Linked DNA regions of Mus musculus: region 2 is linked to region 1. The links are chromatin contacts, called in public HiChIP or PLAC-seq maps. All regions are on one chromosome and are shown on one strand. Each heading gives the region's core, a stretch centred on a gene start, on an enhancer-like site or on the middle of the called end of the contact. The rest is flanking DNA. Distances are from core to core; before and after follow the strand shown. Region 1 overlaps Nfkbil1 (nuclear factor of kappa light polypeptide gene enhancer in B cells inhibitor like 1). Region 2 overlaps 4833427F10Rik (RIKEN cDNA 4833427F10 gene).

Region 1 (6,918 bases), core at 3,682-6,181:
TGTCAAACCCGGCTGGGCGTCAGGTTTTAGGTTTAGATTTGACGCCCCCGGAACAGCTGTGAAGAAAAGTGACTGGACAGAGGTTGTCCCCTAATAGATACAGAGTCAGGGAACTCAGCTAGGCCCATCCATTGGCAAGACCTTTCTCCCGAGGCCTCTGTGGAGTTTATGACCTAGCGCCAGACAACAGGATTGAAGGAATTCATCTAAGGACTAAGGGCAGTTTTTACATGGAGAGACGGGATGGAGACGGTTTATTAAGTTTTCTGGTTGGTTTTGCGAAGAGGGCTCCCAGCTTCTATGACCCAGATAGGCAAGCATTGTAGCCTGTGAGCGGCTCTGGGGCAGGGAGAAGAGCCGAGGTAAAGCCTGGGAGAATGGCAGGAGCAGCTCCTGGGTCTCTTAAGTTAGTTGCAAGCCCTTGGCCGGCCACTGTGTCCTGTCTCGGAACCCCCAGCAAGATCACAGTGACTGAAAAGGCTGAGCTCATGTTGTAGAGCCAGGCTGGGCCCCACAGGACACTCCCATTCTTGATCCTCACAGGTGCCCCAGGTCGCCATTACAGTAAAACTCCCAATTCTCCGATCCCAGCCTTGCTTGCACAGGCTCTCACACACCTGTGCTTCTCTGCCTGGAGATGCTCAGTTGTGTACTAGCACATTCCAGCTCACGCTATGTTTTGTGACTTCTCAGCCTCGGCCCAAGCTCTTTGGTCAGCCTTAGGGATTTTCACTGTCCCTGGCCTCCTGGGAGCCTCCTGCCTGGTTCCCATGGGCCCTACTGTGAAGGCAGCAATTCATGCCTTCAGTCACTGGGCTATAGGTATGTTCCCCAAAGCAGAGTTTGAATCCCTTGGTTCCGTGATGCTCAGCTGACCTGTGCCAAACAGAAGCCCAGATCCCTTTCCTGATTTAACCTGAATCCACCCCCACTTCAGTCCCCAGGCAGACGTCTAATCTCTAGTTTATTTCCTAACTCGGTTTCTCAAATTGAGCCCCAAATCACCCCACCCTAGAGATCCAACTCTTGGGCCCAGCTTGAGGGAAGGGACACATTTCCACAGCAACTGTTCCACAGTCGGGTCGCCATTGAGTCAACTCTTGGGGATCCCGGATTTTCCTCCCTACCCCCACCATGGTGGACAGGATGCCTGCTGCCTGGCACCAGGGGGTCAGAGGAAGCCGGGGCCTCTGGGACTCAGTATTTTTATCGGCCTAGGAAATGAGAGATGCAGAAGCGGAAACCATGTGGTCAGAGAAAGTGAACAGCCTTTATCTCAGGGGAACCCCCACCAGGCCTGGGGGACACACACCAGAGAAGGCTAGGGAGGGAGGCTAGGGTGGGGTAGGCAGGGTATCCTAGCGTATCTTACCTCGGTTTCATGTAATTCATGTAGAAGAGGAAACTAAGTGCTCCAGAATGAAAGATCTGGGAGCACGGCCACCCCCTTGACCCCCGCTCACGGGTCCCCCACCTCACCCCTGCTCACGGGTCCCTGACTCCAGTACGGGCTCTTTGCATGCCGCTTCCGAGATCCCCAGCCTGTGAGAGGAACCGGATGCCTGGGTTGCTTACAGTTCCAGGTCTCTTCTCCGAATCTGAATCTCGGCAGCTTCCTCTCACAGAGCTGCCCCCTTCCCCTGCTCAGCATCTGCCTAGTCTTGGGGTCAGGGGGCTTGGGCCTCTTCCTAGCCTCCAGATGATCCCTGAGGGTCTCTGGTACCACACCTCATCCTGTGCAATTCGGGGACCTCTAGGGTAGGCCTGAGCTGTAGCCTGACCATTACCTTTTGGACCACACACAGCGCACACCCGCGCAATTCTTTCCTGTCTTGCCTCAATTATTGAAAAAACAAACTGAGGACCGGGTTGTGTCTCAGGTGTTGGCAGGGGGATTTGCGTAGTTTCTCCATTTCTAGAGAGCACCTGAATTTGAAAAGTGGTGTGGATGCTCTTCTCCATCTTCCACGCCTCAGAGCTTCTCTCTCCCATCCCTAAGACCTCGACTACAGGTTCTTGGGAAAATAGATGTTTATGTATTAGGCCAAGCCTGGATTGCCCAGAGCTGAAGTCCAGATTTTGGGTGTGGTAGGCAAACAGCAGGTATCAGGACTGGAGACCCAGAGAAGATGAGACAAGGCTTAGAAGCCCGCATAGGCTCGGGTGTGGATCTCTAGTTGCCCAAGAACAGACAACCCAGGTTACATAATCTGGCCCTTTCCAGCCTCCTTCCTGCTTCTAATTTTAGAAATTGAAATTCCCTCCCCCACAGGGCTCTTCCTCCATCCCCTCTGGTTCTATCCTCTATCCTCCCAGGTCCTCGTGGTCCCCTAGCCCTGCTGCCCCCAACCCAGCTCATTCAGTGACTCAGCAGAGGGAAAGCCCTGAGCTGAGCAGGGGTGAGGATGTGGTTGGAGATGGAGGGAGGGGTTGTTCCTTTTTCTGTCTCTTGTTCACATTTTTCTTCAACTGCAACCTTGTCAGGACCCCGGCGGGGGTGGGGTGGGGAGCTGAGAGGGTCTGGAGGATGAACCAGGCCTTCTGAAGGAGGGCGGGCAGGGGCTTCTGGTCTCCATTGAGAGCGCACTGTGACTGTACCGCAGGTGTGTGGGAGCTGTGGGTTTCAACAATTGGGCGGGAAAGGAGATGTCGTGGGTGATGAAAACCATAGCAATGGAAAAAACAGAGGAGACTCTGGAGTGAGGTGTGGAACCAAGTCTTATTAGGAAATGGCAGTCCAGAGCAGTGGTTAGAGCCTCCCCCACCCCACCCCCACAACCATTACGTTAGCCGTCCCATATCCTCTCCTCTCTGTGCCGCAGCTGCCCCTTCTTGTCCATCCCCATCCACGACCTTGCTTCCTTCCGTCTATTCTTGAGGCTACATCCCCACAGGTTCTTGCTTATTCCCTAGGGTCACTTGAGGGCTTCTGCGTGGCGGTTCAGGGCCTGAGAAAGGGCTGTCACAGCTCCCATCACTCGGCCCAGCTCCCAGGTCTCAATCTGGCTTCGGAATCGCTGCAGGAAGCGGTCAGGATGCCACCGGACCTGTTGGACTCTCAAGTACCTCTTCAGAGCCCCCTGTTCCTCCAGAGGGGGGCCCCTGGCCACCAAGGCTGCAGCCATGGCCTCTGGGTCCCCTCCACCAGGGCAGGGCCAGGGCACATCGCCAAAGCGCCAGAGGCTGCCCCTCTCTGCCCCTCGTGGGTGTTCTGCCCTGGGCCCAGCCCTGGGAGGCTCTGGCCCTTTGTCCCGTTGAGCCTCTTGAGCCCTCCTGGCTCGGCTCTCACACAGTTCCTTCTCCTTGGCCCGGGCTCGCTCTCGGAAAAGCCGCTGTTCCTCCTCGTGCTGTCGCCAGCTGTGACTGGAGCCCTCAGCCCTTGGAGGTCGGCAGGATCCCTCTGCCTCCAGCTGCTGCCGCTGCTTCTGGGCATGCTCCCGAGCCAGGCGCTCTGACCAGGCTGAGAAGGACTCGGGCTCCTGCGTGTCCCGGGAGGCATCATCTGTTCAGGAGGTAGGATGAGGTTGTCGGAGAGAGGCTATGATTAGCGGACTTACAAGACAAAGAGTAAAATCAAGAGGCCACATGCATTGGGCCTGGAGTAGAGGACACAGGGCAGGGGCAGGAGGGAGGGCGGCTGGGGGTGGCAATGGGCTCCTCACCTTCAAACCTCCCGATGACCTCCTGCCACTCATCCTCCAGCTCGCCTTGTAGCTTCTGCCGCCATTCCCGCTCCTTGGAAACTTCCTCATCTTCTTCCTCTTCGGCAGAATCCCAGGGGGGTCCCCAGCCCAGAATCTGCCCAGGAGTCTCCCCATCCTTATTTTTTATCCCCATGGCAGATGGGCAACGACTCAGCAGCGGCAGGAAGAAGTCCGTGTAAGCTAGGGGCAGAGACAGTGAGCAGTCAGCTGGGGCTCCGCGAGGCTGCCATCTTGGATTTTCTTAACTCGACAGCCACTAACAATCACATAAGGCACGAGTGTGGAGTTTTGAACGCTCTGACTTGCTCCCCACAGACAATCTCAGTTTGCTCTAAGTGTTACAACCGCGTTTTCTTGCCCTTGGCACCTAGGACGACTTCAAATTCCTTTGACTATTTTAAAAAAAGATTTTATTTATTTTATGTATGTGAGTACACTGTCGCTGTCTTCATGCACACCAGAAGAGGGCATCAGATCCTGTTACTGATGGTTGTGAGCAACCATGTGGTTGGTGAGAATTGAACTCAGAACCTCAGGAAGGGCAATCTGTGCTCTTAACCACTGAGCCATCTCTTCAGCCCTCTTTTGATTATTTTTATTTTGAAGCTATTATCACTATATACATATTACAAACTATTGTTCTCATCTAAAATTACATATTAAGATTATCACATTAGGCATGGTGGCACTTTAATTCCAGTGCTCAGGAGGTAGAGAGTTCAAGGCCAGCCTGGTCTACAGAGTGAGTTGCAGGTCAGCCAGGGCTACAGGATTAATCCTGTCTCAAAAAGTCCAAATACGGTAAATTAATAATAATAAAGAATATCAAAACACTGTGTTCTGCACCACTACACACAAACATAGTAGTACATTTACTGTTTCTACCCAATAAATCTGAGTAAAATAAAAGTTTTCAGGAGAATGTTCCAGCCTTCCCCAGGGGAGGGAAGGGTGGCAGTGACGTACAGGTGCTGCCAGCGCAGAGTGAGTCCCTCCTAAATGATGGTGGCCAAGGGCAGGGAAGGACCGAGCACCTTGGGTGCCTGCTCCTGAGCCTGAGCACCAGGTAAACTGAGGGGAGCCAGATGCCATCGCTTCACCCTACCGAGGGAAGCCCAGCAGCTGGGACCACCACCTGCCTCCATCAGGAGCCAGAAGGAGGCGAGCAGCTGGGGCAGCATTCGGGCCGGGGCCCTACTTCCTCTCCTAGAGTAGAAGGAAATGGGACACAGGCCTTGCTGGTTCCAGGAAGTTAGCTCACTTACCAGGAGGCTGGCACAGAGGCAGGGCTGACCTGTAACTGCCAGCAGGATGGAAGGGCCTACACAGCAGGCCAAGGTGCCAATCCACTCTGAAACCACATCAGGGAGCAGGGCAAGGCAGGCTTCCTGCTGTGATCTGCCACAAACCCTCCCGAGCTGTCCCACTTAGCAGACCTGCTTCTGGCTTCCGTCCTTCAACTTCTTCCCACTAGGGCTCACTGCAGGGTGTGACTGTGTATGGAGCGTGTGAGAGCACAGTGTGTGTTTATGTGAGTGTGAGCATGCACAGTGTTTATGTGTGTATGTGAGTGTGCAGTGTTTATGTGTGTATAAGCATGCAGTATGTTTATGTTAACAAGTGTATGTGTTTATGTGAGTGCAGAGTGTTTGTGTGTGCAGTGTGTGACAGTGCATAGTGTGTTTATACGAGTGCAGTGTTTATGTGTGTGCACAGTGTATGTTTATGTGAGTGTGATAGTGCAGAGTTTGTGTGTGAGAGTGCATAATGTATGTTTATGCAAGTGCAATAGTGCAGTGTGTGTTTATGAGTGTGTCAATACATAGTGTGTATTTATGGGAGTGTGAGGCAGTGAGTTTATGTGTGAGAATGCAGTGTATTTATGTGAGAGTACAGAGTGTGTTTGAGTGTGTGAGTGCATAGTGTGTGCTTATGTGTGTGTTTATATGTTCTGAGTAGGCCCAGGCTCATATGGAAGATTTAACTCTGTCTTTTTATTTTGTGTGTGTATGTGTGTATACCAACATATCCAGCTTAACATCATAACTGCGAACAGTCTGCTGCAACCTCGAGTCCTACCTTGCTCCATACAATTGTGCACACGGCAAGTTATTGGAGCTGTGGCCACACTATGCCCATTTACTCAGAGGTATTTGCCTATCTTGGCAACTGGCTTCATTTTGTTTTTGTTTTCTTTTGAAATACCCGATTTATTTTATTGGCTATGGTATGTGTATGTGTGTGTGTGTGTGTGTGTGAGTGTGTGTGTGTTGTGAGAGGGTCTCACAGCCCAGGGTGTCCTAGAGCTCATTTTGTAACTGCAGACTAGGTCTCAACCTCGTGACTCTCCTACCTTGTTATGGGTCACCACATCCAACTGAAACTAACAGAATCCTTGGGGCATACACATCCCACACAGGCTGACAGCAGCAGCTAGCTGTTCATCTTGGTGTTTTTATGAGACAGGTTTCACTGTGGAGTCAGGCTGGGGTGAACTAACAGCTCTCCCTCCTCATGGCTTTTTATCTTTTATTTTCCCCCAGGAACCTGCCGTTTGTTTCACTCTTTGATGACTGTAATGAGTGTTCCACTGTGAGCTGAGACACAGACCTCTCTTCACCTTGTCTGTCAGACTGTGTCTCCAAAGCCTTTAGCCTTAAACTTGCACGAGTGTGGACATGGACACATATCTGCCGAGGGTGGGTGTTCTAAGTCAGAACATGTGCAAGCCTGCTGGGCTTTACTGTGCATGCATGCATGACAACCCTTCATGGAGAGATGGCTCAGTGGTTAAGAGCACTGACTGCTCTTCCAGAGATCTTGAGTTCAAATCCCAGCAACCACCTGGTGGCTCACAACCATCTGTAATGAGATCTGACGCCCTCTTCTGGGGTGTCTGAAAACAGCTATAGTGTACTTGAATATAACAATAAATAAATCTTTGGGCCAGAGTGAACAGAGGTCCTGAGTTCAATTCCCAGCAATCACATGATGGCTTACAACCATCTGTACAGCTACTGTGTACTCATATACATAAAATAAATGATACATAAATAAATATATCTTTAAAAAATGGTTTTATTAGGGCGGACATAGTGGCACAGGCCTTTAATTCCAGTAATTGGTAGGAAGAGGCAGAGAGGCAGAGGCAGGCGGATCTCTCTAAGTTTCAGGACAGTCTGATCTACAGAGAGTTCCAGTCCCATCTCCCTGT
Region 2 (7,191 bases), core at 2,384-4,883, 560 kb after region 1:
AGCGCTGCATATTGATCGGAAAGAGGAAGGAGAAAAACCTCTGGATGCTATCGCAGCAGGAAAAGCCTCACCAGCTGCACACTTAAGATTCTCATGCTTTGCTGCGCCTCAGTTATGTGTCAATAAAAAAATTAAACAACAAAAGGCAAGTAAACACTTACCATGCAAAAGATCCTGTTCAGAGAACCTAAGCATGAAGTGGAAGGAAACACACAAAGAACTCTCAAAACTTAGCAATGAGAAACACACAACCTGCTGCAAAGACAGGATAGGGCCAGGCCCAGTGCACACGCCTATAGTCCAGTGCACACACCTGTAGGCCCAGTGCACACACCTGTAGGCCCAGTGCACACACCTGTAGGTCCAGTGCACACACCTTTAATTCCAGTGCACATACCTGTAGGCACATACCTGTTCACACAGGTCTAGTCCCAGAAATGTGAAAGTTTGGGGATGCATCTGCTGTGGTTATTCATGGCTGCCAACTTGACTATACATGGAATCAATTAAAACCCAAATGGCTAGGCACAGCTATGAGAAATTTTTTTTTCTTAATTAAATCATTTGAAGTAGGAAGACCCATTTCTTTTTCATTTTTTTAAGAGTCATTTATTTATTTTATGTATATGAGTACACTGTAGCTTTATATATGGCTGTGAGCCATCATGTGGTTGCTGGGAATTGAACTCAGGACCTCTGCTCACACCGACCCAAAGATTTATTTATTGTGATAGGTAAGTACACTGTAGCTGTCTTCAGACACACCAGAAGAAGGCGTCAGATCTCATTCTGGATGGTTGTGAGCCACCATGTGGTTGCTGGGATTCGAACTTAGGACCTTTGGAAGAGCAGTGAGTGCTCTTGCCCCCTGAGCCATCTCGCTAGCCCAGAAAGACCCATTTCTAAACTGGGTCTTTGTGGGAAGATCCACCTTCTGCTGGCAGCCTACACAAAGGACATGGGAGATGAAACCTTGCTCTCTTTGCCTGCTTGCTCTCACCTCAGTGGTGAGTCCATTCCTGAACTGGCATTAAGAACCTACCTCTTCAGGATTCCAGTGTTTCCTGAACTGAACAACCACTGGATTGTTTTGTTTTTTACATTCCGACCACAGCCTCCCCTTCCCTCCTCTCCCCCAATCCATTCCCTCCACCTCCCCTCCATACCCCACATCCACTCCTTCATTTCTTTTTAGAAAAGGACAGACCTCCCATGGATATCAACCAGCCACGGCGTATCAAGCTGCAGTAAGATTAAGCACCTTCTCTCCCATTAAAGCAACAAGGCAGCACAGTAGAAGGAAAGGGTCCCAAAGGTTTGTAGTAGAATCGGAGACAGCCCCTGCTCCCACTGTTAGGAGTCCCACCAGAAGTCTAAGCTACACAACTGTTACAGATGTGCAGAGGACCCAGGTCACTCCTATGGATGGCATTTCAGTCTTTGTGAGCCCCTACGAGCCCAGGTTCAACTAATAGACTCTTGCACCTTTCATTGGTAGACAGAGATTGTTGGATTAGCTGGACCACAGTCTGCAAGCCATTTAATAAATTTCCCTCCTATACATAGATTCATTCTATAAGTTCTGTTCCTCTAGATGACCCTAATATAGCAAGTAAGTTCCCAAGTTCAAAGCCAGCCTGGACAACATACCAACACAATTGTTCAGGTAAATAAATACAGAAGCAGATAAAGAAGCTGAGTGTGTAGCACATGTCTGTAACTCCAGCATTTGGGAAGCAGAGGCAGGAGGATTGCCACAAGTTCCAAACCATTTTCTCTAGATGTAGAGTTCTAGGCCAGGCTGAGCTATACAGCAAGACTCTACCTTAGAAAATAAATAAATAAATACATACATACATACATACATACATACGTCTGTAGTTCAGCTGTAGAGCACTGCCAACATGTGTGAGGGCCTAGGTTTAATTCCCAATACTGCCAGAAGAACTAATTTAGGACCGGAGAGGTGGCTCAGCAGCTAAGAGAGCTTTCTGTTCTTCCAAAGGACTGGAGTGCAGTTCCCAGAGCCTCCACTAGGTTGCTCACAACTTCCAGGACCTCCAACTCCAGGGGATCTGAAGCCCCCTGAAGTCTATAATACAGCTTTGCTTGTAGTTACCAAAGAGTTGGTTAATGGGCCATTGAGATAGCTCAGTGGGTAAGGGCACCTGACTCCAAGCCTGCTGTGTTCAATCCTAGGACTGAATCCACATGGTAGACAGAGAGAATAGATTCCTGCATGTTGTCCTCTGACTTCTGTGTATGTGCCAAGGCACTCAAGTGTGCCAACATACACACGCACATACATACATACATACATACATACATACATACATACATACGTATACACACACATATACTTACACACATACAAACATACCCCTACATATACATACCTGCTTTAAACTCATGGTCCTCACTGGAGAGTCAGGAAGCACGGTCCTGCTCATCGCCAAAGCCCAGTGTTTACAACATAGGTGTTGAATGGGTGCCCCGTGACAGAGTGAAGGAACTTTCCAGCAATGGGCCTGACCTTTATCATCAGGATACACAGCCTGGTCTCCTCTCCAGTTACCCTCAGGACACAAGGACAGGCAGCTGGGAAGTATCCCTGTCCTTCCCTGACCCTGTCCTTCCCAGCTCAGGCCTGGGTTACAGGCTCTTCCTGTCATCCCCAGCTGTCCTGGAATGGGAAGAACTGAGCAATCGGATGAGTTTATTGCTGTGGTTTAAGTTGTTTGTTTGCTTGTTTGTTTTGGGATGGCGGCTCTCTGGGAACCCTAGGATGGCTTCCAGCTTACAAGGCTTCTCCTGCCTCAGCCTCCCAAATGCTTGGGTTATGAGTACACACCACCATGCCCAGTTTTCATTTTAATTTTTCTTGTTTTGTTTTTTGTTTTGTTTTGTTTGAGGTAGGGTCTCGCTATGTAGCTCTGGCTGGCCTTCAAGGCCTAGAAATCCACTTGCCTCTGCCTCTCAAGTGCTGGCACTAAAAACATGTGACCATACCCATGAGTATCTTAAATTCTGATAAACCGTTTTTTATTATAAAATCTACTAGATGGTTAAAAAAAAAAAAAAACAAGCCAGGGTGTGGTGATCCATAGATAGCTATAATCCCCGTGCATGAGATGTTAAGGCAGGGGAACCCCTCAAGCTGGAGCATAATCAGCCATTAGGACGTGGGACATGGCTGACAGGGATTTTAGGGGGTTAGAATCGTCCCTGTTTCCAGGATTGGTTTCTGATCTTCACCGCATGGTCAGATTTTGCCACCATGAGCTCTGTCATTCCCTTGTCACCATGATGGGTTACTGTGCCCTCTAAAACCACGAACCAGGATGAACTCTTCCTCAAGTCTTCATCAGGAATTTTTGCTACCAAGATACAGACACAACACATACCCATGCCTGGGAAGGCCAGACAGCTTGAGGCTACTGGGAGGCGTAATGTCCTGTTTCTGTCACAAGCAGTCTGGTTTTAGCTGGAGCTCTGTGTCTGGCAGACCCCACCCCCTCTGTGTCATACACAAAGCCCAGGCTTATGCCGCCCACAGCAAATAGAAGAGTCTGTATGGCTAGCCCTGCGTACTCCATGCCAATGCCTTGGGCTCCTCTGAACCTAGGCTATCTTCCCACGCCAGCTGTTTCCGGTGTCTGTGACAGTGCTACTATATTGATCTGGCTGGCTTGGAGCTCACAGTGTGGCTGGCCATTAGCTGGCAGCTGGCCCTGAGTTGACAATGGTCCCCTGCTTCTCCAACCTCCTACTGCTGGGGTTACAGGCGCACTACCATATGTGGCTGTTTCTGATGACCCACGAAAAGCATCTGTGAAACCAAGAAAGTCACAAACAAACAAAACAACCTTGCATCCAGCATTTAGGTGAATGAAATAGGCAGACCGAAAGTTCAAGGTCAACCTGGTCCACTCAGGGAGACTGTCACAGCAAATAACAAAGCAAAGTCCTACTAGCATGAGGAGGAGGATGGTGAGGAGGATGAGGCGGGGAGGAGAAGAAAAGAGAAAGGAGAAGAAGGAGAGAGGAAGAGGAGAACGAGGAGTGGAAGGAAAAAAGGGAGGAGGAAGAGAAGATGATGAGAAAAAAGGAGGGAAAGGAGGAAGGGGAGGAGGGAGAGAAGAAAGGAGAGGAGGGAGAGAAGGAGAAAAAAGGGGAGGGGAGGAAGAAGAAGGAGGTAGACAAGAAGAGTAGAAGATGAGGGAAAAAAGGAGAAGCAGAAAGAGAGAAAGGAAGGAAGCAGAAGGAAAGGAGAGGGTGTGTAGCAGGAAGAGGAAGAGGAGAAGCAGAAGAGAGGAGAGGAGAATAAGAGAAGGAACAGACATGGGCGGTAGAGAAGGAGCCGGAGGAGGAAGAAGAGAATGAGGAAGAGGGAGAGGAGGAAGATAAGGAGAAAGGGAGACAGGGAGGGAGGAAGAGGAGGTAGACAGAAGAAAGGAAAAAGAAAGGCTACCAACAACTGTGTTGGGAAGTCAGCAGGCTGTAGAGTTGCCCGGGAAGCTGGTTTTGGTTTCATCCATTTGTAGGTATTCTGTTCTGTTTGATCTTTGTTGCTACTGTCTTGCTACTATCCACCATCCACCAGAGATAGTTAACAACATGCTGATTCAGCCAACTGACAACCCCAAGAGTGAGCTTGAGCCCTCAGAAAAGTCTCTTAGTGCCTGAGTTTAGGGATACAGTTCGTAAAAGCAAAACCCAGAAAGACACATCAAGTCTAATGGAGCAACCTTGAAACGTTCATTCCTGGCAGGAGATAGCGCTTATTTTAGACATAACTTGTCTATTATCTAGTTAGTATATTTAGACTGTGGCCCAGGCCATGGAAATCTCAGATGTGTCACCAAGGCAGATGTGACTATTGAGGACGGGAAGGCTGAGATCTAAACACAGAATGGAGTCAGAACAGGATCCCAGGACTTTAGTGATTTCAGGGTTTTTGTTTTTTTGTTTTTGTTTTGTTTTTTAAAGATTTATTTATTTATTATATGTAAGTATACTGTAGCTGTCCTCAGATACTCCAGAAGAGGGCATCAGATTTCGTTACAGATGGTCGTGAGCCACCATGTGATTGCTGGGATTTGAACTCAGGACCTTTGGAAGAGCAGTCGGTGCTCTTAACCACTGAGCCATCTTGCCAGCCCCGATTTCAGGTTTTTATTTTTCCTTTTTAGTGTGAGTGTGCATGTGTTTCTGTGAATGTGATATTTCTCTTTCTCCTGTGTGTGTGTGTGTGTGTGTGTATGTGTGTGTGTGTGTGTGTGTGTGTGTAATGTACATGTGAACATGTATATGCAGGTCACTCACCCACAAGGACATGTGATGAATCAAGAAGTTGACTTTTGATGTCACCCTCTATTGCTTTGTACGTTATTCTGAGACTTAGCTGGTTACTGAACCCAGAGTTTGTGGTGTCAGCTAGGCTGGCTGACTGTGATGGTTTGTATATGCTCTGCCCAGGGAGTGTCACTATTAGAAGGTGTGGCCCTGTTGGAGCAGGTGTGTCACTGTAGGTGTGGGCTATAAAAGGCCTTCATCCTGGCTGCTTGGAAGTCAGTATTCTGCTAGCAACCTTCAGATGAAGATGTAGAACTCTTAGCTCCTTCAGCACCATGCCTGCCAGGATGTTCCCATGTTCCTGCCTTGATTAGAATGGACTGAACCTTTAACCTGGAAGCCAGCTCCAATTAAATGTTGTCCTTATAAGAGTTGCCTGTTCACAGCATGCATGGTGTCTGTTCACAGTAGTAAAGCCCTAACTAAGACACTGACCATAGAAACCCTGGAAGGCACCTACCTCTTACCTGGCTTTTACCTGGATTCTTGGGATCTGAACTCATATTCTCATCCTTACCTAGCAAGCATTTTTTCCACTGAGCCAGCTCCTGGCTCCACGTTCTGCTCTGTTGTGCTGAGATAGGGTTTCATGAAGCCCAGGCTGGTCTGATCCTTCTGCCTCTACTCCCAGAACAGTGGGATTACAGGCCGGTACCCCGAGTGGGCTCTTGAGCTGGTATGCTAGCTAGGGTTGGGATTGTGCCAAGGCTCTAAACGTTCCTTGTCCCCTCTGCAGCTCTAGAACAGACTGAGGGGTTCCTGTGCCCTGAAAAACATGCACATGCCTCTCGTCTCTTAGTCCCCAGAGGTCCAGAGTCCATGAGTAGGCAGAGTACTAGCCCCCCACCCCCACCCCTTTAAACCAGCACCAGGTCCTAGCCAGATTCTTCCTGCTTGTTCTAAAACATACAAAAGGGGGGCTGGTGAGATGGCTCAGTGGGTAAGAGCACCCCACCCAACTGCTCTTCCAAAGGTCCAGAGTTCAAATCCCAGCAACCACATGGTGGCTCACAACCATCTGTAACAAGATCTGACGCCCTCTTCTGGTGTGTCTGAAGACAGCTACAGTGTACTTACATATAATAAATAAATAAATCTTTAAAAAAAAAAAACATACAAAAGGCCAAAGCCATAAGGATAAGAACAAAGGGATCTGTCCTAGCTGCCCCGAGAAGGGAGGAGACATTTTTATTGCTTGTTAGTTTTAAACAAGTTGTTACACTAAGTTCATAATGAACTGTCCTTCCCAAGTATTCTAATCTGATTCAGTCCTGACCTATTCTAGAGATGGGATCAAATCCCTCAGGATAAGGGCTCAGTCTCTAAGATGGCCCCCACCTTTTTTGAGGAGATGTTGCTGGAGGAGATTTAAACCCATCCCCTGTCCACCATCCTTTTTATTGTTGTTGTTTTTCCCCTGAGACAGGGTTTCTCTGTATCGCCCTGGCTGTCCTGGAACTCACTCTGTAGACCAGGTTGGCCTCAAACTCAGAAATCCGCCTGCCTCTGCCTCCCAAATTCTGGGATTAAAGACATGCGCCACCACTTCCCGGCTCCATCACATTTTTATTTGCTTATTTTTTATTTTATTTTTTTTAGTCAGAGGGTCATGGATCTCAGGTCAGCCTCTAACTAGTCAAGGAGGATCTTGAACTTTTTAACAGATTTCTTTATTTTATGTGTATATGTGTAGATGATGTGTAGATGTATAGATGTGTATGTGTGCCTGCATGCATTTAGGTGCCCTCAGAGTCCAGACAAGGGCATCAAGGTCACTGGAACTAGTGAGTCACTCTCATGAGTTCTGGGAGCCTAACCTGGTTCCTCTGAAAGAAT

What was found. HiChIP or PLAC-seq counts read pairs in DNA pulled down with a chosen protein or histone mark.
Region 2: a contact with region 1 is called in a FOXA1 HiChIP or PLAC-seq map of pancreatic cancer cells. The contact joins two enhancer-like sites. A contact is called at or near these places in 2 of 39 promoter capture datasets (hippocampal neurons and liver) and 1 of 115 datasets of contacts at active chromatin or transcription factors (pancreatic cancer cells).

Annotation. Positions count from the first base shown.
Region 1 is chr17:35,217,475-35,224,392 of GRCm38.p6, forward strand. Nfkbil1 (nuclear factor of kappa light polypeptide gene enhancer in B cells inhibitor like 1) reads right to left here. Exons shown (of 4, transcript NM_010909.5): 3 at 3,663-3,884; 4 at 2,701-3,502. The coding sequence ends at 2,916. Among named protein-coding and RNA genes, the nearest start is that of Nfkbil1, 15 kb to the right of the region's middle. Within about 2 kb of position 4,932, at least 58 of the 459 cell types and tissues checked have an H3K27ac peak or open chromatin away from gene starts, as enhancers often do. A contact at or near this core is called in pancreatic cancer cells, where this site is marked.
Region 2 is chr17:35,780,533-35,787,723 of GRCm38.p6, forward strand. It overlaps 4833427F10Rik (RIKEN cDNA 4833427F10 gene), which reads left to right. Exons shown (of 3, transcript NR_045459.1): 3 at 1-155. Among named protein-coding and RNA genes, the nearest start is that of Gm32409, 5.6 kb to the left of the region's middle. Within about 2 kb of position 3,634, at least 54 of the 459 cell types and tissues checked have an H3K27ac peak or open chromatin away from gene starts, as enhancers often do. A contact at or near this core is called in pancreatic cancer cells, where this site is marked.